4 separate regions of the Sus scrofa genome follow, and regions 1, 2 and 3 are each linked to region 4. A link is a contact called in public Hi-C and HiChIP or PLAC-seq data. All regions are on one chromosome and are shown on one strand. Each heading gives the region's core, a stretch centred on a gene start, on an enhancer-like site or on the middle of the called end of the contact. The rest is flanking DNA. Distances are from core to core; before and after follow the strand shown.

Evidence for each region. A called contact is a pair of places that touch in the nucleus more often than the background predicts. HiChIP or PLAC-seq counts read pairs in DNA pulled down with a chosen protein or histone mark.
Region 1: a Hi-C map of skeletal muscle shows a contact between it and region 4, with 7 times the contacts expected there. The contact joins the enhancer-like site here to the promoter of FOXP1 in region 4. A contact is called at or near these places in 7 of 47 Hi-C or Micro-C datasets (embryonic fibroblasts, epiblast stem cells, fetal heart ventricle and 3 more) and 1 of 2 datasets of contacts at active chromatin or transcription factors (skeletal muscle).
Region 2: a contact with region 4 is called in a Hi-C map of embryonic fibroblasts, with 3 times the contacts expected there. The contact joins the enhancer-like site here to the promoter of FOXP1 in region 4. A contact is called at or near these places in 3 of 47 Hi-C or Micro-C datasets (adipocytes, embryonic fibroblasts and fibroblasts) and 1 of 2 datasets of contacts at active chromatin or transcription factors (skeletal muscle).
Region 3: an H3K27ac HiChIP or PLAC-seq map of skeletal muscle shows a contact between it and region 4, with 4 times the contacts expected there. The contact joins the enhancer-like site here to the promoter of FOXP1 in region 4. A contact is called at or near these places in 1 of 5 promoter capture datasets (liver), 4 of 47 Hi-C or Micro-C datasets (embryonic fibroblasts, heart right ventricle, liver and 1 more) and 2 of 2 datasets of contacts at active chromatin or transcription factors (alveolar macrophages and skeletal muscle).

The regions. Positions count from the first base shown.
Region 1 is chr13:52,627,260-52,635,049 of Sscrofa11.1, reverse strand. The region is part of intron 5 of FOXP1 (forkhead box protein P1); the gene reads left to right. Among named protein-coding and RNA genes, the nearest start is that of FOXP1, 340 kb to the left of the region's middle. Within about 2 kb of position 1,844, at least 12 of the 83 cell types and tissues checked have an H3K27ac peak or open chromatin away from gene starts, as enhancers often do. A contact at or near this core is called in skeletal muscle, where this site is marked.
Region 2 is chr13:52,491,203-52,498,455 of Sscrofa11.1, reverse strand. All of the region lies in intron 7 of FOXP1 (forkhead box protein P1), which reads left to right. Among named protein-coding and RNA genes, the nearest start is that of FOXP1, 480 kb to the left of the region's middle. Within about 2 kb of position 3,070, at least 19 of the 83 cell types and tissues checked have an H3K27ac peak or open chromatin away from gene starts, as enhancers often do.
Region 3 is chr13:52,524,184-52,531,521 of Sscrofa11.1, reverse strand. All of the region lies in intron 6 of FOXP1 (forkhead box protein P1), which reads left to right. Among named protein-coding and RNA genes, the nearest start is that of FOXP1, 450 kb to the left of the region's middle. Within about 2 kb of position 1,736, at least 26 of the 83 cell types and tissues checked have an H3K27ac peak or open chromatin away from gene starts, as enhancers often do. A contact at or near this core is called in liver, skeletal muscle and subcutaneous adipose tissue, where this site is marked.
Region 4 is chr13:52,973,091-52,980,610 of Sscrofa11.1, reverse strand. It overlaps FOXP1 (forkhead box protein P1), which reads left to right and starts at 6,254. Exons shown (of 21, transcript XM_021070841.1): 1 at 6,254-6,517.

The DNA.
Region 1 (7,790 bases), core at 595-3,094, 340 kb after region 4:
TAACAAAAAGGTTTGAAAACAAGCTTCTTATTTGTATATGGTTTTGCATATCTAAAACGTGCGTGCCTCTTCGTTCCAGCCCATGCTGACAGAATCGCTCGCTGCACCTTCTGATTTATTTTAATGATGAAAGAGCAGAAACTTCCCTGGTGCAGCTGCCAGTTTGAAACAGCAGCCGTGTAGCCATGGTCCGATGAGGGGGTGTGGAATTTGGAGGCTGTCTCCTGGGTTATCAGGGCATCAACTTGGGAGCGTTCTGGTCTACCCCGTACATTCAGCAAGTTTTCTGGCTCTCTCACTCCTCCGTCTCTTGATTGGAATGCGGAGAAAATCAGCTTTGACTCGGCATGATTTGAACACGGATGTCTTTTCAATAAAGGGGCGGGGGTGGGTTTGGTAATAGCCTGTTATTGAACATGTCCTTTACTGGTTTGAGACAGGTCGCCCCTACGTTGTTATCATTACTGCAAGTGGAAACAGGTTTCTGGTGGTTTGTCACATTCAGGAACAGGAGAGGTGTCTGAATATAAGCGAAACCTTGTTTTGATAGAATGCTTTATTACCTGAAAATGATCAGCATATATTAACATTAATAGAATAGTCCATGTCATTCTTTTTTAGGTAATTTACCTCTGCTACAGACCTGTCTACAGAGGGGGGGGAATCTTCCTCTCTTCTAAAACATATATTTGTTTAGAGAGTTTTCACTGAAGTGTACATGACAATTACAGCTGTTCATTAACAAAATTGGGTATTTGTTTTAAACTTTAACCAATCACTTTGATATGCTAATTATGGTGTAATTTAATTTGAGCCCTGTAATGATGATGCCGTTATTATGGACATAAATGATGCAGTTAAGCTGAGAGTAATCTCATTTGCATACTGTACATGCCAGTAAATTAAGCCCTTTCTTCGACTGCTTCAGCTTTAATTTTCCACTTCTTTTCACACAGCTCCTTTTCAGCCCCTCTCTTATAAGCCCACTTTGTAATAGTCCTGATGACTGTTTGATGTGAAGAGTTTCTGCACCACAATAATGCAGGACAGAAGATGTAACATTTAAAGGATTCATTATCTTGCTGAGTGTTCCTTTAAGAAGGAAGGATTAGAGAGGGTGAGGGGAGACGATGTGTCCTTTCCCTGGGATCTGACAGCCCCCCGTTAAAGTAATTGGAGATGCCGAATGCTCTCCACTCACCCCACAAGTCAGACGTGGGACCCGTTATTTATAAATGATTTTTTTGTCTTTCTCCACCATACTGTAGTTTACTGTCACAAATCATGTTGCATTCAGCAGCAGTGAACTTCATGTGATGCCTGATTGTAATTACCCTGTGCTAGTTGGAGGTAAGTTTAATTTAGCCCATGTACTACAGTTCTTCAAATCTGGGCTCCTATAGATGAGATTATAATTTTTAAACAATTCTGAGATAGATTGACTACCGTTTTCAAAAGAAACTTATTTTCCCCTTTTGGCCTGATTTGTAAAAAAACAAAACAAAACAAAAAAACAAAAAATCCACAACCCGAAAAACCTGAGCCTTTCATCCAGTTGTGTGAAAATCGTCACAGCTCATGGGGATATCCTCAGAATAGGAGCCTGTGGCCACTGCCCTCTGTGAAGCTGGAAGCCCGCAGGGTGGCTTTCCAGAGCCTGGGTGACCCGGTGAGGGATCCAGAGATCCATCTGAAGCCGAGAATGCCAAGGGCATAGCTAAAGTCTCCTGAGCGCTGAACGGGTTCTCCCGGGGCTCGCGCTGAAGCCACTGGGAGTTGAGTGGGTGTAACGGAGGACTGAATTTAGCTCTGGCTTTTTAAAAGGGTCAGAGGCCTAAAAATAGTTCAAGCCGCTTAACTCCTGCAGGCTACTTCCTTCACAGATGGGAGAGTAGAAAAAAAGAGTCATAGGCTGTGTCCATCCTCCTTTCTTGGAACTAAAAGCCTTGCCCTTCCTTTCAAAGGGTTTTCCAGTCCTATACCCCTGGCCCCAGACTTCTGTTATTTGATGTCTATCGCTTCCCCTAAGCCATCCTCCATCTAGTATCCTGGCAGGCAGGTTTGGTCATGGTCAGGCACACACAGGGCTTCCTCGTTCTGGAGGCGGTGACAGTAGGGAATGTCTGCCTCCCTTTGGAAATCTTGATGCAGGTGAACAACTGCTTTCCCAGTTTGTTGTTTGTTTGTTTGTTTGTTTGTTTAAGGGGGCCGCACCCACAGCATATGGAAGTTCTAGGCTAGGGGTTGAATCAGAGCTGCAGCTGCCGGCCTGCACCACAGACACAGCAACACCAGATCTTTCACCCACTGAGCGAGGTCAGGAATCGAACCTGCATCCTCATGGGTACTAGTCAGGTTCGTTTCCACTGCACCACAATGGAAACTCCCCCAGCTGTTTTTGAATTAAGCAGATGCTGACACATTGTCAATAAGATGTCAGGCTGTTTATTTCAGAACACTTGAAACTTAAGGAAAAGTGTAAACCTTTAAGGGCTTTTTCCTCCCCTTCCTCCCCTTTATGTAATTTGAGAATTACCATAGGATGCAAAGATGTGGAAAAAGCTTGTAAACATACTTATGTGTGGCTCTTGTTCTATATGCAGTATTTTATTTTGCCAAAATGGGGAAGTTTTTTTGTTTACAGTATAATATAGGGAGATGGAGGAAGAAGAAATGATTTTGTGTAATACTGTAAAACATACTCATTTTTATTAAATAATAGAAACTAGACTTTTTTCTGTTCACACCAAGCCCCTAACCCAGCAGACATGCACATGGTGAATTTTGCTGTTTCTAGAAAGGTGAGCAAACAAAGGATGAACAGTACCACAGAAAAATAAGCTCCTTGAAGGTCAGGGATATTTATCTGAATTTCCAGCACTTGGAATGGTGCCTTGCACATAGTAGGTGTTCAAGATGTAGTTCCTGATTGAATCAGTGTGCTTGTTATGCCTATAGGCTCATGAGCATCAAATGAGAAAATGAGAAAGAACATGCTCTCTAAAATAAAGCCTTTAAATATGCATGATGAGTTCCCTGGTGGCTCAGTTGGTTAAGGGTCCAGCTTTGGCACTGCTGTGGCTCAGATTGCCTGCTGTGACACAGCTTTGATTGCTGGCTCTGGGAACGTCCACATACCTCAGGTGCAGCCAGAAAAAAAAAAAAATGCGTGATGGTAGTTAGATGGTAAACTGGCAAACCTCATCATGCCACATCCTTCCTCTGATCACTTCTCCATGTAAGAGCTGGTCACAGGTATTTGCCGTTAGGCAGGAGTAATCATAAATAGAAAGCACCTCAGCCCACAATATTGATGCATTTCTGTAATGATCATAACAACTAGTAGTTATTGAGCAACAGCATGGCACTAAGCGCTTGTCATAGGTATTAAATCTCCCAATAAGCTTTCCGAGGAGGCACTATTAGCCTCACCTTTTTATTTTTTACCTTAAATTTTTAAAAAAATTGACATGTAGTTGATTTACACCACTGTATTCATTTTAAGCAAAGTGATTCAACTATCCACATATGTGTATATGTGTATATTCTTTTTTTTTCCCCAGGGCCACACCCACAGCATGTGGAGGTTCCCAGGCTAGGGGCTGAATCAGAGCTGCAGCTGCCGGCCTACACCACAGCAACAGCAACACCGGATCCAAGCCGTGACTGCAGCCTATACCACAGCTCATGACCATGCCAGATCCTTAACCTACCAAGCGAGGCCAGGGATCAAACTTGCATCCTAGTCAGATTTGTTTCTGCTGCGCCACAGCGGGAACCCCCTTTATATTATTTTTTTTTATTCTTTTCCATTATAGTTTATTGTAAGATGCTGAATATAGTTCCTGGTGTTATACAGTAAATCCTTGTTGTTTACCTATTTTATATTTAGTGGTGTGTGTCTTTTAATCCCATCCTCCCACTTTATCCCTCCCTCACCACCTGCACTTTCCTTTTGGTAACTGTAAGTTTGTTTCCTGTGTCTGTGAATCCATTTCTGTTTTGTAAATAAGTCCATTTGTACTCTTTTTTTTAAAGATTCTACATATAAGTGATATAATGGTCTTTCTTTGACTTTGGCTTCACTTACTATGATAATCTTTGTCCATCCATGTTGCTGCAAATGATAATATTTCATTCTTTTTTATGGCTGAGTAATATTCCACTGTATATCTGTACCACATCTTCTTTATCCAGTTCTCTGTCCCGGGACACTTAGGTTACGTTCATGGCTTGGCTGTTGTAAATAGCCATGCCCTGAACTTTGGGGTGCATGTATCTTTTCAATTTAGCATTTTCATCTTTTCTGAATCTACGCCCAGGAGTAGGTTTGCTGGACCATATGGCAACTCTGTTTTTAGTTTTTTTAAGGAATCTCCATACTGTTTTCCACAGTGGCTGCACCAATTTACATTCCCACCAACAGTATACAAGGGTTCCCTTTTCTCCACATCCTCTCCAGCATGCATTTGCAATATTAGTCTCATCTTTTAGATGTGGACACTGTGATGCAAATGAAGCCTCAGGTCCCCAGCTGTAGGGCTGGAACCACGATGTGTCCTCCTTCAGGAAAACTCCAGGGTCCTCACTCCTGGCCACTGCACTTCAGCCTTGGTTTTCACTGTAGACAGTGGAGTAAAATAGAGTGTTACTGTGGAGTGTGCAGAAGTGTATATAAGTATATGGATACACTGCTCCACTGTATCTCAGGTGTGTTTTGTGTGTACATTTCCTGCACCACTGCAGCTAAGCTCTTCACATTGCATTTTCATTGCTGCCCAGCAAGGTAACTATTATTTGTCACTACTTACTGATGAGGAAACCGACATTCCCTCAGATTAAATAACTTGCTCACATGGGTAGGAAGTGACCAAATGGGCTTTGATCCCAAGCCCCTCTGCCTCTAGTGCCCTTGCTCACTCAATCACCACTGCATGCTTCTCGCTAAGCTCTATACCTTGAGAGCAGTTTGTGCTCCCGAGAGTGTTAACTTATTTTTGAGAGTTTGTGGTATTTAAGGCCTTTGTTATTTATCTTGCATGTAGGGGATCTAGACTTTAAATACGTGCTCTGAATAACTGAGATGTCTCCTAATTTCCCATGGTGCGATGTCAATTCCTGGCAGGAAGCCAACTTCTCTTCACACCTCCTGCCACCCCCTTATCCCGCCCCAAACTTACAAACTAGACTGTTGTTAAATTCTTTCCAAGAAGGCAAGTGCTGTGCTGCTTCCTTCCCTGTGATTGAAGTTTTGTTTTTTTTTTTTTGCTTTTATCTTGACAGGTGACAGAGTGACTATCAGCTGTAGAATTTATAGATCTCTGGGTCTGTAGATGTTTGCACGTGTCCCCGTGACATGGACGTGGACATCGCAGAGTCTTACTTATCTGTATTGTAGGCCCCATGTCTAGGAAGCAGTGGGACCATGTCAAGGAAACACCACACTTGCTTAGTCTCAAAGTCCTTTCCCAGCTCAGTCCCTCTGCCCCCATCTCTCAGCAGTCCCACTTCAGCATCTAAAGTGAAAGTGAAATGGACAGTATCCCTCTCCCTTATATCCAGAATCTCTCCCAGAATCTTGCAATGCTCATTGCCTACAGGTCCAGTATGGGAGCCACTAGCCAGAAGGGGCTGCTGAGCCTTTAAAGTGTAGCTAGTCCAAATCTACGTGCCATCTGTATAAAGTACACACTGGAGTTCAAAGACTTGGGTTTATATTCTTTTTTTTTTTTAACTATCTCATTAACCTTTATATTGATTGTATGTTGCAATTAAAATATTTTGGCTCTGTTAAGTTAAAAGAAATATATTTTTATGAGACTGATGTGCTACCTACTGCACCAACAAGGCACCTGAAGAGAAATATACTTTTAAAAGTAATCCCTACTGTTTCTCTTTGTTGTTTTTCTTCTATGTATTTATTTTTCATTTTTTGGCCACGCCTGGGGCATACAGAAGTTCCCTGGCCAGGGATCAAGTCCGAGCCTCAGCTGTGACCTATGCCACAGCTGTGTCAATGCCAGATCCTCAACCCTCTGTGCCAGAGTAGAAACTCAAAGTTTTACATGTTGCTGGAAGATATTTTAAGATTGCGTATGTGGCTCGCCTTATGTTTCTGCAAGACTGTACAGTTGAGTATATACATACTTGATCTCTGTACATGATAACTAGTAGACCAGGTGTGGTAGCCCAGGATAGAGAGCTGGTGAGCATGCTCCATGGAGGCCCTGGCCTGCATCAGTGACTCAGGATATACTTGGGGGTATAGCCCCAGAGAGCAATATTTCTTCCTGGAGGACACTAAAGAAATACTCCCTTTGGGTATTTCAATACTATAGCCTTCCTAATCACATTGGACATATACCACTTACCACACTATTTCAAAAACTTGGACTTGCCAAGTGTTTCTATATCCAGCTGGTGCCTTTGAAGCCAGTATATCTTGGCTCCTCTATTCTAATGATTCCATTAGCATAGGTCATCAGAGAGGAGAGGATGGGGTTCTGTGAATGTTCTAGATGACGGTCTTTGCAGGGCTTGGATAACCTGGAACTGGAACTGGTACACTAGTGTAGACCCCTATTGGGGCATGTCTGTGATTTTCTTCTTAGATGCATTTGTTTCTGTGGTGCTCTCAGATAGTCTTCACCTAGCACAGGTATCTCTTGCCTTAAGTAAACTTTAATTGATAAAAACTATATGAATGTACATTATTCAACAAGTATTGATTAGGAAGCTATCTCATTAGTCATGGTAGGCTCCTTGCCTTCAGAGAGCTCATTCTGTATGTAGATAAATAAGAAATGTCATAGATAACTCCAGCTTAAACCATGAAAATTTAGAGTTCCCCTTGTGCTAAGTGGGTTAGGAACCCAACACAGTGTCCCTGAGGACCTGGGTTCAATCCTGGCCTCACTCAGTGGGTTATGGATCTAGAGTTGCTGCAAGCTGTGGCGTAGGTCACAGATGCTGCTTGGATCCTGCGTAGCATAGGCCCGCAGCTGCAGCTCCAATTCAACCCCTGAACCGGGAACTTGCACATGCCACAAGTGTGGCTCTAGACAGAAAGAAAAAAAAAAAAAAAAAAAAAAAAAAGAAAGAAAGAAAAAGAAAATTCAGTGATTGCCAATTCGAATCTATGTTGTTTGCCTTATAAAAAGATTCTTGGAGTTCCTGCTGTGGCACAGTGGGTTAAGAATCCAATTGCAGTGGCTCTGGTCACTGCAGAGGTGCAGAATTGATCTCTGGGTGCAGAGGGTTAAGGATCCAGCATTGCGACATCTGTGATTCAGATTCAGTCCCTGGCCTTAGGACTTCCATATGCTGTGGGTGTGGCCATAAAAAGAAAAGATATTTAGATTTTTTTCAAGAGGATTCCTAATCTGTGGCCATTAAAGGGTCGTATGATCCCCACATTCTGTTTACAGAAGATTTAGGGAAAACGTGATTTTAATTGTAAATTTTCTTTTTTAAAATAAATTAAAAAATTTTTATTTATTTATTTTTTGTCTTTTTGCCATTTCTTGGGCCGCTCCCACAGCATATGGAGTTTCCCAGGCTAGGGGTCGAATCGGAGCTAGAGCCGCTGGCCTACACCAGAGCCGTAGCAACTGGGGATCCGAGCCACGTCTGCGACCTACACCACAGCTGATAGCAATGCCAGATCCTTAACCCACTGAGCAAGGCCAGGGATCGAATCCGCAACCTCATGGTTCCTAGTCGGATTTGTTAACCACTGTGCCACGACGGGAACTCCAAAATTTTTATTGTTTTTATTAAAGTATAGTTGA
Region 2 (7,253 bases), core at 1,821-4,320, 480 kb after region 4:
GTTGATTGCATGTATTTATTAATATTTTTCACTCTTAACAATATTCCAGGTTTGGAGTTCCTGTGGTGGCGAAGTGGGTTAAGAATCCAGCTGCAGGGGCTTGGGTCACTGAAGTAGTGAGGGTTTGATCACTGGTCTGGTGCAGTGGGTTTAGGATCTGGTGTTGCTGCAAACTGTGGTGTAGGTCACAGCTATGACTGGGGTGATTCATTCCCTGGCCCAGGAATTTGCATATGCCGTGGGTGTGTCCAAAAAAGGGAAAAAAAAAAAAGGATCCCAGTTTGGATATTTCATTATATGATCACTTTGCTTACATTTATCTAAACATTAAAATGCAAGTGTGATGCTAATATTTGAAGTGTAAGCCTGTCTTGGTCACCACATGCCTCTGTCACTAGATGCAAAGATAGCTAATGTTTACTATATGCTTAATGTGGAGCATCAGTCCCATAGCTACTCTGTGGTATAGTGCTGTCCTGAAACCCTTCTATGGATAAGGAAAAATGAACATTCAGAGAAGCCAAGTGACTTGTTAGCACACAGACAACCAGTATGTTATCAGGAGTTAATTATTGCTTCTCCTTCCGTGTGTATTTGCTCAGTATCTACTGAGTGCCTTGTTTTCCATCAATAAGCAAATTATTACATTTTTCATATCATAAGCAAAAATAAGACCCCCACCAACAAAAACCAATTTCTACTGTAAATATCTTAATTTCAATTAGGAAGACTAAGATCTGCCTAATTATCCTAATTGTTGCTGTGTGTGTGTGTGCACGAACATATGTGCGCACACACGTGTGCATTCGTGGGCAAGAGTTATGTGTCACAGCAGTGAACAACAGCAAAGGAAAGTTATTTCCTGTGCTCCAGCCTGAAGTGCTTGCTCTTAGGAGCTTCCATGTGTTGGAACATGGAAATAGTATGTTATAATCACTGTTGGGGCGAGGAGGTGGGGAGGAGCAGGGAGGAAAAAAACATACTTGACTGGTCAAAAATGTGTAAATTGCTGACAAAATGACACATGTAATTAAGAGCGCTCCCACCATTTTACCTTGTGGTTTACACCTCCAGTGTTGAAAAAGAGAGCGACTCCCACCTCGCTAATTACCATTATCACTGAAATGCTAGGGTTGGAGTCATTAGTTCCATGTGCATTTAATTAGAGGAAGGCTGAAATTGGATTTAACTTATTACTTTTTCATGGATCACTTTCTTGTCATCACTTCAAATTGGATTGCAGCCCCAGGTAACTAATTATGAGAGCCACAGGATCAAGAGTGAAAAAAAAAGGTAATTAGGAATAACACTGTCGGACCCTTGCTGGTCGTCCACTTGTGCTTCGGGAGAAGGGGGGGGGGGGGAACCCAGCCGTATTTTGTCGTATTACAGATCACAGAGTTAGAGGTATGTACGGTTGCTAGGCATCCTAGGAGTCTGTCACCACCCATAGTGGTTTCTGTGATATACAACTGAGTCAAAGATGTCAAGTCGACGTGGTTCCACGATCAGCCCCTTAATACCTAGATTAAACTTGTAAAAGCAACAGATTGCTTGTAGGTATGAGGCATCTCAACAACTGTGTAGTCTGGGGCCTCACATATATGATTACAACAAAGCTGTCAAGATGCCTCGGAGCCAAAGTATGGAATATTTTAAGTACGGGGAGTTAGCATTTAATGAACGTATTAATGTTCCAGAAACATCATTCATATCTGACAGGAAGACATATCAGTCAGCATAACAGTAAGGTGCAGGGTTTATATATCGGGAATTTTTGTCAGAGTTTCCAGCCGACCATTTTCTTTGCTTCTGGTTGGTTCCCCACCCCCCACCCCACCCCAGTGTTGTGGATAGGCTTGCTGACGTTCTGTTTCTCCTTCCGCCCCCATCGAAAATACTTTAAAACAAATGATATTGTTTCCATGTGCAGAGCAGAATTCAGAACTGCAAGCAATCAATTTTATTGACATCGTCTGAAAAAAATGTTGATGACAGTTGGAGGATGTGAAAGGATTGGACTTTTAAAGTCACCAGGACTTAAGTGTGGCAAAAAAAGAAAAGAAAAAAAAAAAGAGAGAGAGAGAGAAAAATGAAAATGGAATCTCATTATTCAAAAAAGTGCCTGTGACTTAGGCTTTCCTAAGAAGGGCTTCTTTGGTAGGCTGTGCTAGCTGGATGAGGAGTCTTTCTTGATAGCAAGCCTGTTGGTTGTTTTGACGGGGTGTGGGGGGTGAAAACGCTTCCCAGAGAAGTGAATCACTAAGCCAAGATGGCTAGAGTTTCCTTAAGTTGTTTCAAATTGGTTTTAATGTTCTGTTAATGTAAGCAAATAATCATGATTCAGTCTTGGGTGACTTTCAAACCTGGGTAAGTGAGGCTTGCTCATTATTTTCCAGGGAGTTAGGGACATGTAGACCTCGATGTGCCTATCCCACCACGTCCACTCCACGACCATTCCTAAAGTGAGAGAAATACTCTTCCTGGCATTAGGAGTCCTTTTCCTGTGTGAACCTTCTCAGCAAAATCTCAAGAATCAAAATAGTAATCATCAAGTCTAAGGCAAAAAAAAAAAAAAAAATTAAAGCTTTTTTTTTTGGACATCTTAAGTTGATTTAGAATTTTTGTACACAATATTCGTCTGTGGTTGAAAGGGGCCATGCCGAGGTCAAGTGATGTAGTGTTTTCCATTTTTCCATGTGAGTCTCACAGTGTGTGATAAAAGCAAACTCCTTTATTTTCTAAGTCTGCAGGAATTTCTGATGAAGTGCAGAGGTCACGTTCCCTGTCAATTTGAGTAGCCAGCATTTTTTAACTACTGTTTTTTCTTCCCTTTTTTGTGTGTGTCTTTTCTTCCCTGCCCCCACCTCACCATAAACCATGGCACTTTTCTGACACATGCACAGTGAAGTCCTCCAATCTGAAACTCATTAGCACACAGCATTGGACCCTATCCAGTGGTTAGAAAATTTCCTGAAGCCTAGAATAACAGCATTTGGTGCAAGCACCATGGACCAGAAGTGACAATGGGGGTAGTCGAGCTCCCTGGCGCCCTGCCCGGTCGGGAAAGCCAGCTGACCATGCAACCCAGTGAGACAGAGGTCATGCACATGGGATGGGCTAGAAAAGTTTGGTCCTTAGAGAAATATGCTTCTGAAATCACAAGGCAGTATCTTTTTTTTCCCCTATGCCTATTCTTTCACTTGGGTTGGAGGTATTTATCAGCATTAGCAATAGTCTGAAAGCAAGCAATTAGAGAAATGGGATGAAAACCAATTTCTACGAGACGATAGTTTTTGCTTCTGTAATGACTGGGTGTTGCAGAACCTATGGATTTCATTTATTCATTCATTCATTCATCCATTCAAACTTTGTTCATTGAACCTCACTATGTCCAGGTAGTGGGACCTAGATGGAAATTGACATAGCTCACCATGGTCCGGGATAAGTTAAGCCAGGTTTTCAAATAGGAAACTGAGCCCCAGAAATTCAACAGTAATAACATTAAAGAGAAAGCCCTTATACTGTACTTTCTAGGCACCAACTACTGTATTGTACAAATGAGGGGAAATTCTATCATTATTCCCATTTTGCAGAGGAAGAAAGTGGGGCCTAAAGAAATGAACTTGCTCCGGGCCAGAGAGTTGATAAGTGGCACCGCTGGGATCCCAGCCCAAACAGTCCAGCTCAAGCATCTTTGCTCTCTCTCCTCTATTACGTTCTGTCTCTTCTCACTGAGCTGCTGCCCGGCTGTAAGAAACAGGGCCAGCCAAGGGAACCGAATCAGTTGCTGAAGCCGAATGCTTGTCACTAACCACCAGACCACACTGTCTCCTAATTTGGACATATGTTTATGGGCATATTTGAAAAATATTGCTTGTAATTGAAATATGCACTTTCTAAAGGGAAATGACGCTTGGGAAAGAGAAGAAAGACGGGTATTACTCAAAGCCTGCAGACAACTCTGCAAGTAATTGTCTAAAGGCAGCCGTTGAAATTGAGAAGCAGTTTGGAAAATGTACAGTTTGGGAAATTTGTGTACCGATGTAATTACGGTAGTTGTGAGTTGATGTCATGCCTAGTAACTGTTTTTGTATTGCTTGGGCCTTTGTTACTGAGCTGTGATATCATGGGCAAACTATTATAAACATAGCATGGATATAGCATGCTTGTGTAACAAAAGATCGGGAACTTTTATTAAGTTTGTTTTCCTTGTCATATTGTAAAAATTTATTATGTGTACTGTGTATATTAGAAACAGATTTGGGTAATTCTGTCTAAATGAAGTCATCCCGGCTATTTCCAGACTGTCTGTTTTTGGTTGTGAATAATTTTCATACATCAGATGGTTGTCATATTTAGTCGCTCTCAACATTTTAAAGAGAACATATCCCATTTTGAACTTTTGGTGGACTTCAGCCGCCTTGCTGTTGGGATTGTTTGAGTTAGAAATCAATGCCCAGTAAATTACAGAGACTGAATACTAGTCATTTTTAAGGGGTGTAGGGCTGCTGACTTCTATTCATAACTTACCCCCTTTCATCAAAAGAACAGATTTTGAACTACTTAAGTAGGAGAATTTAAAGCTGCCAGGACACAATTGGGCAAAGACTGCCAGCCCTTGTCCTTTTATGTTACATCCCATTGAGGAAATTCGGTAAACATTCAAACAGACAGAGCCCAGCATTTATCGGTGTTCGTGGTAAAATGCGGATCTTAAATGGGTAACTCAAAAACTCTGGATGACTCGGTCCTTCCCAGTTCTTTTTCTCAAGCTCCGTCTTTTGCTACCAAGCTTTTAGAGCCTGAGCATTCTGCTTGCTGTTTCAACTCTTTTTTTTTTTTTCTTCAGATGAGTACTTTGCTTCCTAACCTCCCCCACATCTGGCTTTCCCCGTCATCATTGTCTTGATTGTTATTGTCACTAAATGCAGAGCCTTTGTCTCCATCCTTTTTCCAACATATCTGACTTTGTCACAGCCTGTGATCCTTTCTTTGGCTGTTTCTTCTTCTTGGAAATAGCCTTCTTTTAAACCCCTTCCATTCAGTCTCCTCTGGTCTCCACACCATTCTCTTTCTGCTTCCCACTGTGCTGCTGGAACCCAAGTTCATTCCTTTCCCAAAGTTGAGTTCCTTGAATCATCTCCAGTAGCACCTCTGTCTTCTTTGCTTGTTCTAGTCCCTCTTTACCCATGACTTGAAGCCTGTATGTGCCCCCCTTGGCTGCCCACCCATGACTCTCTGTTAGCTCATCATTTCATTGATTTCAGTTATCACCAATCCAACTGATCATTTTTGTTGCCAGGTCCTATTAGTCAGTCATGCGTTGTCATCAACTTACTCATTTCCCTCATCCTCACCACATTATCAGATCTTCCATTTTTCCTTCCCCTGGGCTTCTTCTGTCCTTTCTTTTCTTTCCCTCTGTTTCCTCTGCTGCTACCTTGTTCCAGAGTTCAAACCTTCAGGAAGCGTATGCCTAGCACTAGGCAAAAAAACGATCAGTTATGCTGCTCCAACCCCTCAGAGCATCTTCTGTTCTTCATGCGTATCTCCTAGCCTGTCTACTGCTTTTCACCCTTCCCTAAGTGCCATGTGATTCTATTATTCATGAACTTTCTGTGGTTCACTGTTTTTCCCATACCAAGTCTGAATTCTGCTGCCGTCTTCCAGTTTCTTAGTATTCTAGCTTGAGATTAAGTCAAATGACCTGAGACAAAGGTTGTAGTCTCCTTACTGGGGCAGGGGTATGGAGGGGTTGGGGGACACCTAGGGATTCAGAGCCTTTTGTCAGGAAGTAGATATAAATACCATCTATCTGATAATATTTCCGAGCCCACCCAATCCAGGATTGCAAATGTTGCTCATTCTGACACTGATTAAATTGTTTGCATTGGATTCCAAGAGAATTGTATCTCTGCCTGCTTTTCTTCAGAAGGAAACTAAAAGCTGTATGATACACTCCCCCCCACCCCATATCTGAATTTTCGGCTCTGCTGCCCCATGGCTCTTTTTCGTTGACATCTATAGCTCCAGCCTCGCCGATCCTTCCCATCTTCTCTGCACTCATGATCCGCAGCCAGGCACTTCCTTGTCTGCACTCAGAAGAACTGCTTCATCAGCCCTAATGAAGCTGCTTTTAATAAGACATTGGTGAAATTATGTCTGGTTTGTTCTTTATTTGATAGCATAAAGTGATTGTTATTTATTCTATAAATAAAATTAAGAGTCCAAACCACATGGAATAAACAGAGCACAGAGGTTTTGTTCAGTCTGGGTTTGAAACTCTGCCTAGAATGCCGTTTGAAAGAATCTTGAACCAGGATGGCTTCTCTAGGATTACTGTGATTGATTAGCCATGTCTGCCATGGCCACTGGAGTCGGGAGTGGCGGTTTGTGTGGCTTCTCATTTCCAAGGTTGACTTACCTGACATGGTCTCTACTGATCACACCCCAGAGTAGAGAAGGATTTGGGATTTTTTTTTTTTTTTTTTTTGTCTGGAGAGCCTGATAGATCCTGTGGTAACTGCTGAACTATTATCTAAAATTAAACATGTACTTTGTGTTTCCCTTATATCCTTATCTGAGATGGTGCAAACCGTATGTTGATCCTGCAGCTGTACCTCTTTATGGTCAAAAATGAGCTGTGATTTGTCCTTAAAGGCACAGGATCTTATGCACTGGGTCACCATATAAACTCAGCAAGGGGGTAGAGAGTGTCAGAGATTGGTGTTTCAGAATATGGTGAGAGAGCCACATCATGGCTAATAGCATGATCTCCAGTGTCAGTCAGGCTGCCAGCTTTAAGTCCTAGTACCACCCTTACTGCCGTGTGACCTTGGAAAGTAGCTTAACCTCGCTGTCTTTCCATTTTCTCATCTCAAGAAGGTGACTGATGACCTCACCTACCTGAAGGCGATTGGGAAGAGTAGATGATTAATGCATGCAAAGTGCTTGCACATTGCTGGGGACATAGGAAATTCCCAGAAAAGTCAGCTCTTCTCATAATTACATAAACTCCTTTTAAAAGGAAAATGAGTACCTGCTAAACTCCAAATAATGTTTTAATTCAGGGAACATCAGTGTGTATTCAAATACACATTTTAGCAGTATAACAGTGACCATCCTTTTGCTGGTAGTCAGCTTGTGGTTAACCAGCCTTGATCAGAACAAATCAGACTTCCCATCTATACAATGGGGATAACCACATGCTTATCCTGTGGAGTTCAGAAGATTAGTTGAGTTCCCATTGT
Region 3 (7,338 bases), core at 487-2,986, 440 kb after region 4:
GGGATCAAGGTTCCAGAAGCAGAGAAGGCAACAACTTGAGTGAAAACAGTCTCAGACCGGGTAAATGATGTTTGCCTGTGGGTTGGCTGGCCTGGTGAGGGAATGCTGAAATACAGGATAGGAAGAATCAAGCCAAGTGGCAGTTTGGAAACCAGAGAACGGAAAGCAGAGCACTTAATTTGAGGGCCAGTCGTTTCTCTCTGAGAAGATGCTCTCCAGTCACATGGCTAACCCTTTGGAAGGAAGAGAACTCGGGGGCCCTAGGCAAGTCTAGGGTCCTCTCCCGCCTCCCCACCTGCCACCTCCCTCCTCTTTTCTTGCTTACTTGTCCCATCCCTGCCAAAAGCTCAATTGCCTTCCTCCTGCTCATGGTAGTGGAAGCCATTATTAACAAAAGGGAGCACTGCATAAAGGTGACAGAGATCTGGCAAGTAGAGGCGTGACGCCATCTCCCCTGTGCTGATAACATTATGGGTCAGAAACAGTGAATGTGGAAACAAATATCATTTCCCTGAAGTGTTCTGCCATTTTAAAGAGACATATCTCACTAGCAGACTCTCTCTCTCTCTAATATGCATACATATATATGTACTATATATGTTTTATATAAATGTACATTTATATATATATATTATATATTTTCCCCACCAGTAATTTTTTTTTACGTTGTATTTCTGAAAGAAAGAAAAATAGATTTTAAAATGTAAAAACCTGTTCTTCAATTGAGGATGCAAAAATCTCATTGCAGTATTTATTCCAAACCTGTTCTCATAATGTTCAGTCAAGGAGAAAACAGCAAAAAACAGTTGTTGATGGACTTAGCACAGAACTGGATTAAATAAGCATTAGTCTACTGAAGCTGATTACAGGAATATGAAAATGCAGTATCTTAATGGTACATATTTTTATGTGGCAGCGCAGTTGCCTTTCATTTTGCAGCTAATATGTCTATTCTTATGAGTCATTTACTTCTTTAATTACCTTTTGCAGGCAAGGCACCATGGTATATTAATGTGAATGATTTTTACTGCCAGTTTATCATACAATGCCCCAGAAGTTGAAAGGCGTAATTGACTTGGAAGAACAGCTCATGAAGGAAACAATATTTAGTTGACAGTTTTCCTTGTACTGTCTGTTGACGTTTATGAGTTTACACTATGCTAAAGGAGTAATAAACACAATTTTCTTTCAATAACAGGAAAGGGTAGCTTCTCAAACACATTTGTGGAAAACACATTTGTTCATTTCTTGAATAATATGAAAATAACACATTTCTGGTGATCAGCCCTCTCAGATTGCCAATTGAATTAAACCTTTGAAGGTACATTTATAACCTGTCTTGGAGCATTAAGAGATATTAGGGTTCGTGTGATTGAATCGATTTAATGAATATTTAAATTATAGACAGATTTGGATAAATCGTGTTTAAGTCTGGGTGTTACAGTCAGACTATTTGGCCTCATCCTCCCAATTTCCAGAGGGAGGGAGAGTGGGAAGGAGCTTGGGAACTGTCTAGGAGAAGATTTTCTCTCTCCCAAGGCCAGGGGCAGTCATGACAGTACATTTTAGGAAAATAGACAAAGAGGAGACTATCCACACAACTCCTTATAAGGTCTGGGCTTTGAACAGTTAAACTCCAGACTTGGGTGGGTCGCTGCTGTCCCGGCGTCTGGAATGGTGCCTTGAGTTGACTTGGGGCCCTTAGCAAGTGCTCTGGTTTTAACCATCACTTGCATGGTCCCCCGGGGCCCAGCGCTGGCTCACTGGCTCTGGGCAGGCCCCGGTTTGGCACATTGGTTTAGAGGGAGTTAAACTTTTCACAGTTTTCTGGATTGTTTGCAGTTCAGTCCTGTGCAGCATAATGAAAGTTTTCTAGCCATCTGTTGTTAAGCTGGCGGGGAGCAAGGCCAGTATATCCAAACAAAGTTCTGGCCTGCTGTAAACGGAACCTGTCGGTTTAGCATAGCTTTCCTGACCCCTCCAATGAACGGGGCGGCTCTTGGTACCAGGCACCCACCGCCTAGAGCTTTCAAAGGGGAACTATTTTCGGGGTGGGGGGTGAGGTCCTGTTTACTTTTTCTTTCCATGTTCCTCTCCCTGGCTTGAACTAGTTTATACTTAATCTTTAAATGGATAAATGGTTCCTTGTCCCCCACCCTCACCCCCACCTCCTTTTTGGAAGAAGGAAGCATTACTTCTTCAGGGGAATTTAACTTTTAGAACGAGGTGTGAGTGTCCTTAAATGTGTGTGCAGTGGCTGTGATTCGAAAGAGGGCTCTAGCTAATTGTTTTTGTTTCATTATTTTGTCTTTCAGTGTTTGGGGACAAACAGTCCAGGCAGTGGAAGCTGCTATATTATAACTACTTAGCTTATATAACTAAAAGTGTTTCATGGCTTTCAACGGGCTTCCTGCCCTCGCCTTCTTCCGCATTTTGTATTTCATTATCAGAAGTTATTACACGGGATAACTTGGAGAACAGCCATTTGTTTGACAGTGCTCCCAGCTGTATAGGGTGCTTGCTCCTCCTCTGTTCTCATTTACAAGGTATATATATTGCTTTTTTTTCTTTTTCGGCCACACCTGCAGCACGCAGAAGTTCCCAGGCCAGGGATCAATCCCACGCCACAGGAATTCCCGGTAACGAACCTAGTATCCATGAGGACATGGGTTTGATCCCTGGCCTTGCTCAGTGGGTTAAGGATCTGATGTTGCTGTGAGCTGTGGTGTAGGTCGCACACTCGGCTCAGATCTGACGTTGCTGTGGCTGTGGTGTAGGCCAGCAGCTGCAGCTCTGATTCGACCCCTAGCCTGGAAACTTCCATTTGCCGCAAGTGTGCCCCCGCCCCAAAAAACATCCACACCACAGCAGTGACAATGCCAGATTCTAAACCGCTGAGCCATCTGGGAACTTTGCTATTGCTTTTAATTGCTCAGCTTAACTTTAAAATAATTTCATTGTTTTGCGGTATTCTGTAATACTTTTTTTTTTTTAACTCAGTGATTTTATTATATTTTTAGTTGTTCAGCAATCATCACAACCCAATTTTACATGTATTGCATCTGGAGATTTCTAACCTCCAAGATGTAATACATGTTTAATTCTTATTTCCTGTTACACAGTGTTTACTTGGCTCTTTATGAACCATTCCCATAGGTCTAGATTCTTGATGTATATGTGTGTGTGTGTGTGTGTGTGTGTGTGTGTGTATAAAAGATACGTATGTAACTATGTATGTATCTCAACACCTAAGCCTACCTCTAACCTTTGAGGGTTTCTTTTTGTTAATGACACCTTGTGGGTGCTGCTGTATTTTTATCTTGGTCTGGCTGTGGTGTATTTCCTGTCCAGGAATGGTTACATTTGTGCGCTGTTAAGAGAGGGCTCCGGGGAGCTATTGTCAAACCTCTGTATCCATCTCAATTCATGAAAATATCTGGGGAGAATGGCCACTGTCATTGAATAAGTATGTCAGCCACTCCCCTGGCTGCTCTCACCCCTATCAATGAGAGGCAGACCCCCATCCCACGCAGTGACACAGAAAAAAAGGCACCACAAGGATGCACATGTGTCTAAAGCCCCAACATGAGAGGGTTTGGATTCAACTTCAGTGTAATTCAGGGATGGACAAGGGTCAGGAATTTCATAAATGGAGGTAGAGGGCTGGAAGGGGAACACAAAACCCCAGAGGAATTGTCAAAGACATACAAGGCTTCTCCTTTAAAAGGGACAAGGAGTTTTGCAAAAGTGAAAAATACTCAATTTAAAATTTAAATGAATGCACTTACTTGGAAATACCATACAGTCATAATCTGTTGGTAAGGTGACTGACATATAAAGTGCTTTTTTGTTTTAAGGTAAAAAAAAAAAAATGTATTCGGGGTAGGGTTTCGGGTGTAAATGTCAGGTGCAGCGTAACGTGTACTCACTCCAAGAGTCAAGCAAATAACCTTGGCATTTAGGACACTGCCTTTTAGAACATGAAATTGTATTTTGTTGTCTTTTTTTTTTTTTTTTTAAAGGAGGACTACATTAAGGGGTCACCTATTAGCTGTGTTTTTGCTGTCTTAAACTCAGCCCTTCTGTCTATTAAAATCAAACTACTGTGTAAACATTCCAGTGTTGTTCTTGGTCTCTACAATGGCCACGGGGATCAGGTTTCACCTGCCTGCACATCTTCAAGCAATTAGAGCAATTAGCGTGAAGCCATTTCACATTCGAGGATTCAAGGTCTATGATGACATTCAAGTCCAGGAGAAGTCTGAAAGGGAGACAGAGGAAGCGGCCCAGAGCATGCCTACTCTTCCATGGCCCTGAGCAGACAATTTCTCTTTTAAAAATGGTAGCTCTTTAATGATATTATTATGAGGTTTTTAAATGATGGATCAAAAGTTGTTTATATCAAAAAAACCCAACAGTCATTTAATTATACTAATGAAGGTCTTTATACATGGCAGATTTTTTTTTTTTTTTTTTGAAGACTTCTAATGGCCGTGAGAAATGGAGAGTTACTGCTCTTTGTGTCACTCTGGGAGTGACAGCATTCTTTTCAGGGGAAGAATGTGTTTTAGAATATAGAAGGGAAATTGCATTCCACTTTACATGGTAAACCTCCCTGTTTTGGAGGTAAATGGAACCATTACAGGAACGTGGACTATTCAGTTGGCGGACTTGGGAGTAAGTATTAAAAACAACTTTTTTTTTTTTTTTTTTTAAGGTTGGAGAATAGTGGCAACTTTCATGTATTGAACTAGTATAGTTTATAGACAGAAGGTCAGCTTAGCACATCAGACAGCTGCGTAGGCCTGACCCAAGGTGCCTTAGTTAGGGTTTTTGTTGTGTTTGTTTGTTTTGTTTGTTTTTCCCATTTGTAACTTAGTTACCCAGGAATCTTGTTTGCATGAGGCAAACCCTAAACTGATTACAGCTTTTTAAAAAATCAGTTAGTATCTTTAAATCCACATTTCGCTGTTGGGTTACTATGCAAAAACGGGGGGTGTATGTGCTAATTTTTAAAATCCAAGGGTGCTGCCTGGAAGAGCTCATTCTGCACTCCCAGGAGGTGATGGCCATCAGGGGCAACCACAGGCTAAATTATAATGTGGGATTCTCTTGCCCTTTACCCTGATGCTGCCTGTTCACATTCCGTGTTTGTTCACAAACAGCTCTAAGTACAGAACTGTCGGGAGAATTAGTTTTTCACTATATACACTGAGTTCAAATTAGAATAAGCAGCTTAATTTTTAAAAGAAATAATTGTGTGCCTCCATGAAAGTTCTTGCGGTAATCCATTTATGAAATGGCCTTAGTTGACTTCAGAGCAGGTAGGTGTTGAACAGTTTGTTATCCGTAGCACGGAACACATCTGTTAGTGTGGCTGAGGCTGGAGCATTTGTGTTCACTCTGTAAGGAGTCGTTTTAGGGAACTGGACCTCTCTGAGGTCTCTAGGCCCATCTCAAACCACTTAGAGCTCTTCTCTTGAGGGAGGACTTTTCCTGCTGCCCACTTGCATAGAGCCCAGGCTCAGTGCCTTTTGCAACTGCATTACAGAGCAGATGCAGGAGAGGCTAATAAAATGTGGCGTGCTGGCCACTGAGCAAGGTGAGGGTCTGTCTTTTCCCCTTGCCCCTTGGAAATGGACTGCTAGGCAGTCATCTGCAGCATTTATAACTAGACCAGCGGAGTTAGGCAGGAACATTGGAATCCCGTACTCCACCCCTCCTAAAAGTGGAGAGGCAGGCATTGAAGCACGGTGGGGCTCCAAAGGGAGGTAAGGCAGTAAACCAGACGCTTTCCTTTTTTTTTTTTTTTTTCCCTCTCCTCTCTCTCTCTCCTAGCCTCGTCCTCTGTTTCTGTGATCTGCCTTTTGAACTGTTTTTGTGGCTGATCAGTTCCACCTAATATGTCTCTTGATTTCTGCTATTGTAATACTCAGGCGACATGCTGTTCTCTTGGTTTTTATAAGCTTTAGATGCTTCTGCCTGTCATATTCTGGCGGTTTATCTTCAGCGTCTGGATTTGCTTTCAGACTTGAATGTCTATCAAGCTGCCGTTGCTTTGAATGTGAGATCAAAAGAAGATGAATTCCAGCAAAAAATTTCCTTCTATGAAGAAAAGATTGGGGCCTATGTAAACATCCCACTGACAGTTCCCAACGAGTTATTTTAGCCGAGTATTAGCACCTGGATGACAGACAGTCCAGCATTCCACGCTCAATAACAAATCAGTTGCTTCCGTGGCAGAAGAGCATTGCCACACCAACAGTGCGTTTTCAGAAGGAATCCTTTTGCTTCCTCCTCCCCCCTCCCCCTTTTCTTTTCTTTCTTTCTTTCTTTTTTTTTTTAATTGAATATGGCTGTTCAACTCTTCATCCTCTTTTTTCAAGCTGACTTGCTCTGCCTTCAGCAGTTTACTTGGCTTTACAGCATCTGTCAAGTAACTGGGGTGCCGCAAGACAGGACTTTGATAATGAGTTTGGGACGGGTTCGAGAGTGTTCAGGTAGGCACGCTAGGTGCCTGGAGATAAACAGGTAGCTCGGTTGAGAGCAGAGAAGGAGCCTGTAAAGGAAAAGCAGCCAAAGCAAGATCAAGGGCACAACCCTGGAATGCAGGCGATGTGTTCTTTAAAAATACATGTGACAAAATCCTCTCAAGTCTGCAGAATCTGAATTTTCTTTTCTTTCTTCCCTTTTTTTTTTTTTTTTTTAAAGCATCCTGCCTCTGTTAATGTCACCACAAAAAAATTTCAAGAGCAGGCTTCCCAAAACCCCGTTGCTGTGTATTTGTCTGTGTGAATGAGCTGTGTTTGGCAAGGGCTTGGTCTTGCCAGGGCACACTTCTGATGCTGTGTCGGTGCTTGCAGACCTGGAGTGATTTAGATGCAGCGTCGCCTGAATAGATTTCTTTAAGTGCTAAATGCAACTTTGAAAATTACCTGCAAGCTCCAACTGATCTTTCAACTTTGAAAGTGAAGAATTACTTGAGGAATTCTTGCGGTTTCTTTTGTCATTTAGTGAGAGCCCCGCCAGCTACTGTGGAGGCAGGCGGTCCCTGAAGTTGCCTACAAAGGGCAATGTTCCAGTGTGTTTTCTCCTCGAGTGTGCTTCAGCCGCACAGGACTTCCTGTTTATTCAAACATCTTTTTTACCACTCGGCAACCCCCGCTTCACAGAAACAGCCAGAACCCATCTACAGCAAGAAGACGGAAATCCAAAGGCAGACAGTGCGAGCACTCTCGGTCAAACTCTTCATTTTCTCTGTAAGTGTCGAGAGAGGGGGAAAAAAAAAAAGAACATTTTCACTGGGTTAAACTTTTTAAAACTGAACTGGGATTCGCT
Region 4 (7,520 bases), core at 5,005-7,504:
TGTCTTGTCAGGAAGATGAAGTGACTACAATCTCTGAGAACTTCACAGATGCAAATTAACCATTTTCTGTGAGGTTCACCTATGAGTCCTTCATGTTTATTCAAGAAGCAACCATACTTGCATGGGGTCCCCCTTCCTCTCATTATACTTAATGGAAATCTAGTGGTGCTTGGATGTATCTTAAAAACCTGTCTAGAGAACTGGAAAGGGAATCCAACCAGGATGGCTCATGGGCCACTGGAGGTGTGGCCCCTCAGTGGTTTGGAAAACATTCTGGGTTTTGAACAGCAACACCTATAATTATGGAGGCGTCATCCTTTCCATAAAAAAGAAAACAAAACAAAGAAAGCAAAGCCCTTCTACTAACAAGGTGTAGTCATAGCATGTGTTCAGCCTTCCCAAAACCTGTCTGGCGTTTTTTTCTGGCCTGGTAGGGAATATCTTCCATCTCTTCTTTGAGCACTCATAAAACAATACAAAGGTAAACAATTGGAGGGCAATTAGCAGTCTCTTTGGGGGTAACAGAAGAGAGAAGTCACCCTGCTATTAATGTCAAAGGAATTAATCATGGTTTACATAGGTGATTTAGTGGCTTAACTTCGCAAGTGGTTGAAACACAAGAACCCCACAAAGTTTACAAAAGACGCCAGCTTGGCGAACAAGGTTTGATAGAGAGCTTATAGGACTATCTGTCAAGTAGTCTAAGCCAGTGAAGGTTATTGAGATGGTGTCTGCTATCTAAGAGGCCATGTGCACTGCAGATCTGTGTTTCTCACTCGTGTGAGACTCACCTGGGTGGTTTTGTTAAAATGTGGATGTTGACTAAGGTCTAGAGAGTGGGCTGAGAGCCTACTTTTTAATACACCGTGGGGTGGTGCCCATGCTGCAGGTCAGCACATCTCAGTTTGCATCACAAGGCTCTGGATTGTTCTTGTACTCAAGGCAGGTAGGAGTGGGCTGCTCATAACCCCTGTCAGTTTTTCCACATTATCAACATGTTGCACTCTGAATGTTCAGGGGACCAGAAGAGCTTTCTGGAGTGAAGGTACTTGGCCAAATACTTGATTATGCAATGCAATTTATCGCGGTCACAGTCCACGGGGACTCATAAGGCCATGAGCTATAGAGTATAGTTATCAGCAACCTCTTTCACAAAGGCCAATTTGGAAAAACAAAAATATGTGCAGACCATGTTTTTGTTTATAGAGCTGTGCCCTTAAAAGAAAACAGGTAATGCAATCTCTGTAACTAAGGCCCCTCTCTGTGGTCAAAACCTCAGAAAATGCACTATTGTCTGTAGTTTTAATGCTGAGCCTCTGAACACGGCTTGGCATCAGGGAAAACCCCTTTAAAGCTGGAATCTTTCATCACTCCCTCACTAGCTTTTCATGCCACTCAGTTATCATGTGGTTTGTCTCCGAGGGCCTGATAATGTATACATTTTCCTTCAGTATCCGAGAAGTTTGGCTCCAGGACCTCACATGGATACCAAAACCCACAGATGCTTGTCCCTTACAGTACACCCTTCAAATCTGCTGCTTCCCTACTCTCTGGTTCCCCATCCGTGGATTCGACCCACTGAGTCCCCAAAACAGTGGGTTGAATCTGAGGATGCCGAACGAGTAGAAACCAAGTTCTGACTCTTTTTCTCTCTTCCTTCCTTCTTTGCTTCCTTCCTTCCTTCCTTCCTTCCTTCCTTCCTTCCTTCCTTTCTTTCTTGTCATTTTAGGGCCACATCCGTGGCATATGGAGGGTCCCAGGCTAGGGGTCCAATCAGAGCTGTAGCCGCCAGCCTACACTACAGCCACAGCAATGCAGGATCTGAGCCACATCTGCAACCTACACCACAGCTCAAGCCAACACCGGATTCTTAACCCACTGAGTGATGCCAGGGGTCGAACTCAAGTCCTCATGGATGCCAGTTGGGTTCGCTAACCCATGAACCACGACGGGAACTCCTCAACTGTACTTTAAAACAGGAGAGCCTCTGTTGATTTCTGATGTGGACTTAGGACCACATCACAACACAGAGGATCCATTTCTCTTGCCACTTACTGTGAAACACTGATTTTCGTTAGTCGCTTCTCTCTTCTAGGAGGGAAGCTTAGGAGGAAAGCTTTCATCTAGAGAAGTGTGACCACTTTTACTAACTCTCCTTCTCTCCTGCCAACCCTCGCCTCGCTGTTTACCCATGCCTGGACTGCTGCCACACTTGGGGGAGAGGGGAGGGTGAGTAGGTTGTGGAACTTGATCTTGAGCCTTTGTGGCCTCAGTTTCTCTCCTGTCTGTAAAGGGGTATGTGAGTTGGCTGCTTCTGAGAAACCAGGCAGGGCTTATGATTTCTGAGGTTGGGTTTGTAATTTCCAAGGTCGGGTGGCACCTCACTTTGGTGAAGATAAGGAGGGTGTGAGATGGAAAGACACAAAGGTGCTGACTCAGGACACCTGGGTTCTAATCTGCCTCTAGCCACTAACCAATTATTTGGCCTTGGAGGGTGATTTAACCTTCCTGGGCCTCTGCTTCCTAATCTGTAATTGGATATACATATTTCTATGTCTGTTTCTCAGAGAGTAGGAGTCTTGCCACTGGACTGGCATTAGGTAACATTGAATTACATATTGAGAACTACACTCCCCCTGTAGTCACTTTCAATCTTTTTTTTTTTTTTTTTAAAAACTCTTAAAGCAATTCTCTGTTGACACTCATGTCATTAACACTTCTCAGCACTTGCCTCCCTTCCCTTTTAAACAAATTCTAATTTTAGTTTTTTGGCCACTCTTACTAACAAAGAAAAATCAATGACTTTGTAGCCACTGTGATTGCTTTCAGTTTATGGAGGGTGATACTGATTTCTCATTTAAATAATAGAAAAAATAAAAAGTTGCTTGATTTACAGGAAAATATTTGGTACAATTACCATAATAACTGTATGAGTGCAGTATATTAATTATTCAAGAATTATTACGTTGTGTAGATATGGTGAAAATTAGGAAGATGGTAACTGTAGTTTAAGAAACACTGAATTAGGCAATTTTCAAGTTTCTATTTAGCTCTAAACTTACAAGAGATTCAGGTATCTCATTTATGGTCAATGTCCACTCCAGTTTCTGTTCCCCCAAATGCGCATATATTCACTGACACAGTATTTGTAGAACAAAGTTGATGTTTGACATATAATTAATACTATGTGACAGGCACTCAGATATTCTGATACACTTGGGAAAATTTGGCTGCAGCTAGCCCTAGGTTGCTAATTTTGAATTTACAATTTTTTCCCTAATACTTAAAATATAACAAAATGAGGACAAGCACCTTTGCCTTGGTGTAATTAAAAATGAAATTATATCAGGAACATCTGTTTAAAAAGGGATTTCTATTTGTTTTACCACCAAAAGGTGGCGTCCTACCCCCATGCCCTTTATTTAAAAATCCTTCTTGCTTTAATTTAACAAAAAGAAACTTCCAGTTGATTACTGATAAAGAAATTAAAATGTGCTCCCTATGAATGTAACGTGACAGTGTTGAAAATGAACTGTATGTCAAGCTGCAGTTAAGTTTCCCTCTAATGTAAGCCAAATGGACGTGGAGTTCTTTAATAAGGCGGCACATTAAACAGTATTATATACAAAATTGGGTACAATATATCATGGGATTTACAACCAGGATTTCCTTTTGTCTGCAAAACTTGTTGCCAATCTGATTTTGGCCTCCATTTCTAAGTGAAAGTAGAATTAAAGGTAGGTAAAATGCAGAATAAGATCTGTGGCCATCTAAAGATCTTTTAGTAGGGTAATACTAATAATTTTTTCTTTTAAAAACTCACTGTTCAATCTGAAAAACAAAATCAGAGCATGAATTGTTCCTTACAGAGGATGAATACCTTCATCACATTGAAATAAACTGCTATTCCCCTGAGTTATAATTCTGCAACATGATGTATACCATAAGCATGTTATATATGGCATAAACATTGTAGAATTGAAAAACCACCCCCCTCCCCCAGAGACTGGCTACTTTGTAGATTTCCATTTAATTCCATGTGAATTCAGCATATGGAATTTCCAGTGACTGTCAAAGGGTTTTGGGGGATTAACTGAGTTGACATAAAGCTTTTACATCATTGTCTAGGTCATGGTAAGCATTCAATAAATATTAGATATTATTACTGACAGCTATAGACAATGAATTCTTCAAGGGCAGGGATTTTTATTTATTTTTGCATCCCTCAGTGCCTACTATATGGTCTAGAACATGGAAGGTATGTCATGTCTTAATTAATATCTTGAATCAAAGACAACATAAACCCTAGCTTCTCAGAAGCTAGGAAGTTCTATATGAACTAAAACACATTTTCTTTATCTGGATTCTTGTCTCAAAGATCCGATGGATATCCTTGCCTGGCTAGCCTGGAATCTTACACAGCATGAATTCTGCTATGTTGGAATTACCTTAGCACAATCACCCTATCTCTGGCTTTATTCTGTATCACCAGTGGATGGCTTTTTTTTTTTTTTTTTTTAAACTCACAAGACAGATACCATTTTAAAGTGGTAGTCTTATGATTTGATTGAAATTGAGATTTAGTATTCTGTAAATGAATGCTTAAAAATATTTGTAACATTATATCCAAAAGAATTTATAGTAACCTTTTCAGAATATTTATTATATACAACTGTATTGGACTCAAGACCAAAGGGACAGTACTTGTGTCCCCCGTGCCCCCCAAGTACTTTGTAGGAATATGCAGGAGTGACTTTGGATATACATTCTCAAAAAGAGTTGCCCTGCCAATAGCTAGAAATGCTCCTTTGAAGGCTGGTGGCATCTGGGGTGGGGGTGGGGGGGGTCTGAAAAAAATTACTTTTGTTAACAGCAAAAAGAAGCCGTAGAGCCATATTTTTTTTTAAGTCACACTTGGGGAACAAAAAGTCTTCCCTGGGCTGATAAAAGTGAAAAAAATAATTGCGTCTTTTGTTTTATACATGTTTATGCATATTTCACAACATTTCATTCAGGCTCCTCATTTACTCCTTCAAATTTCTAAATTTCACCAAACTTTAAAGCGGCAAAAAGAAAAAAAAAATCTCGCTTTTTCAAATTGGACAAAGCTTTTTCCATTTGAGTGATCTCTGGGAGAGCAGGTAATTTGTGTTAAACAACTGATTGACTTGCTAGCCCCCTGGGCGTTTTCCTAAGAGAAACCTTGGCCGAGAGCACAGCTCCCTTCGCAGCCACTTTCGCCTAAAGTGGATCTAACTACACATTCCGGCAGTGACTCTGACAAGGAAGGGGGGAAAAACGTCCCGCGTTACACTCTCCTGGTGGTGGGGGGGAGGTGGACCCTCGCTGGCGGGTTTCTGTTTCCTTGCAAACAGGGGTTTGTCCTTCTGTTGAACTTTCACCTCCCGAACTCGCCTTCTTTCATTGGACAAAGTGCAGAAAGAAAGAGGAGAGACCGAGGGAGGACGGGAGAGAAGGAGAAAGGGGGTTGAAACACCACTCCGCCTCCCCCTCCTTCAACTGTCACTGATGGCAAAACACTTTCACTTTTAACTGGAGGAACCTCTTATCCCTGCCTATCCTCTCTTCTTCCTTCTGTATTTTTAGCTCAGAAACCAAGCAAATAGCCTTAGCATTCCCATCTTCGGCCCTAGTTGTTAACACTCTCTCTCTCGGCTTTTTCTCATGCCTGAATGGGCCCCCCTTTCCCCATCTTCTGAGGAATCCCCCCTCCCCCATGCCCCTTATTTTCCAGGTCTGTCTTGCCAGATCCCTCTTTTGCCAAGGACTGCTCTGGCGTGGCCTTCCCCTCTCTGGTCTGCGGGGCTCTGCCTCCTTCTTTTCCCCATCCAGTCTGGACACCCCGCACTCCCACCTCCCGGCTCCCCTGCACCTAGCCCCCAGCCCCCGCACACCCTCCCCCCTTGCTTTGGCAACTGCGATTTTTTTTTTTTTTTTTTTTGCTAGCCTTGTTGTTTACCCAGCAGGTGGATGTGACGTCAGGGACGCACAACAGCAAAAAATAACAACATCTCCCTCCGCGACGTGTTGGCCTCTCGCGCGCCTTATTTATTTATTTGTTCCGGGAGGCCAGGGGAGGTGGGTGGGGGCTAGCGCCCCAGTGGATCCGAGAAGTGGGGAATGTTAGGCAGCGCCCTGGGGCGGTTTGGGGGTGCCTGAGACGGAGAGGGGGCCTGGGCCGGAGGCCCGGGGTGGGTTAGGGAGCGCCCCCGGCCCGACGCTGCCCGCGCCTCTGCCGCCGCCGCCGCCGCTGGCTGGGCTCCGGGAAGCTAGTCCGGAGCGGAGGAATCTATTGTTATTTATTGTGTGGCGGCTGAATGCTGTACTCGCGGCGGCCCGGCCCTCGCCCGGGAGTGCGTGTGTGCGCGCGTGTGTATGTGTGTGTGTGTGCGTGTGCGCGAGTGTGTGTGCGGGGTGCGCGCGCGGGCGGGAGTGGGCGCGCGCGGGGAAAGGCCCGAAAACACCTTAGTTTGCACCGAGAGACCATTTGCAGCGGGTGAGTTTGTATTTTTCCATTTCTGCTCCACTTTTTCCCAAGCCGCCTCCCGCCTTGTTTCCGACTACTTTAAACAACAACAAAAACCAGCACAAAAAAAAAAAAAAAAGAAAAAAAGAAAGAAAAAGAAAAAAGAAAAGAAAAAAAAAGAAAAAGAAAAAAGGAAAAAAATACTTTTCATCTCCAGGCTCCACGTGCATCTCCCCTAGCCCTCCCCAGAGGCAGCCTCTCTCTCCCCCGCGTTGGGCCGGAGCTCAGGGGTGGGTGGGGGCTGCGCGCCGGCGCGGGCGTGGAGAGGACTCCGGTGGCGCCCGTACTCTTGGGTGCATTTCCATAAGTCAAAAGGGGTTGCGGGGGAGGGGGGACGGTGGCGGCGGCAGCGGCAGGGAGGAGGCGATCTCGCTTTCCCTTCGGCCCCTTCACGCCTCGTTCTGCGCTTTCCACAGTCGCCGCGGGGAGAGAAATCGATAAGCCCAGGCCGCCCGGCGCAACTTTCGGTGTCTAGCGTCGGGGTGCCTTCCGAGGAGCATGGCGAGCGCTGGGCCCGGGGTCGGGTCAGTTGCGGGAGGGGAGGCGCGCCGAGCGCCTTTGGAGCCCAAAGTTTGGACTTGGAGCAAACTTTTTCCCTTCGCTCTTCGCTAGTGTTTGCCCCCCTTGGTGCCCCCGGGGCTTCGCCGCAGAATGACTAGGGACATCTGCGCCCTAGGCCCCGCGGCTGGGGACATCCGTGGTACCACGCACGCGGTGCCCCGAACTTGGCGGCGGGGGCACTCCTCCGACGCCCGCTGGGAGCTGGGAAAACTCAGACACAAACCCGCGCACCCCCAGTTAGACACGTACCCCCACGCGCGCTTGGCCGGGCCAACCCAGCCTCCCCGCGAGGGGTCGGAGACCACGGTGGCCAACTTCGCGGGTGGGAGCTGGGAGTAGGGTGCGCTGAGGGGAGTCGCCGAGCCTGGATGCACTCCGCCGCACGCACTTTCTGGGTCTACTCCCCTCTCAA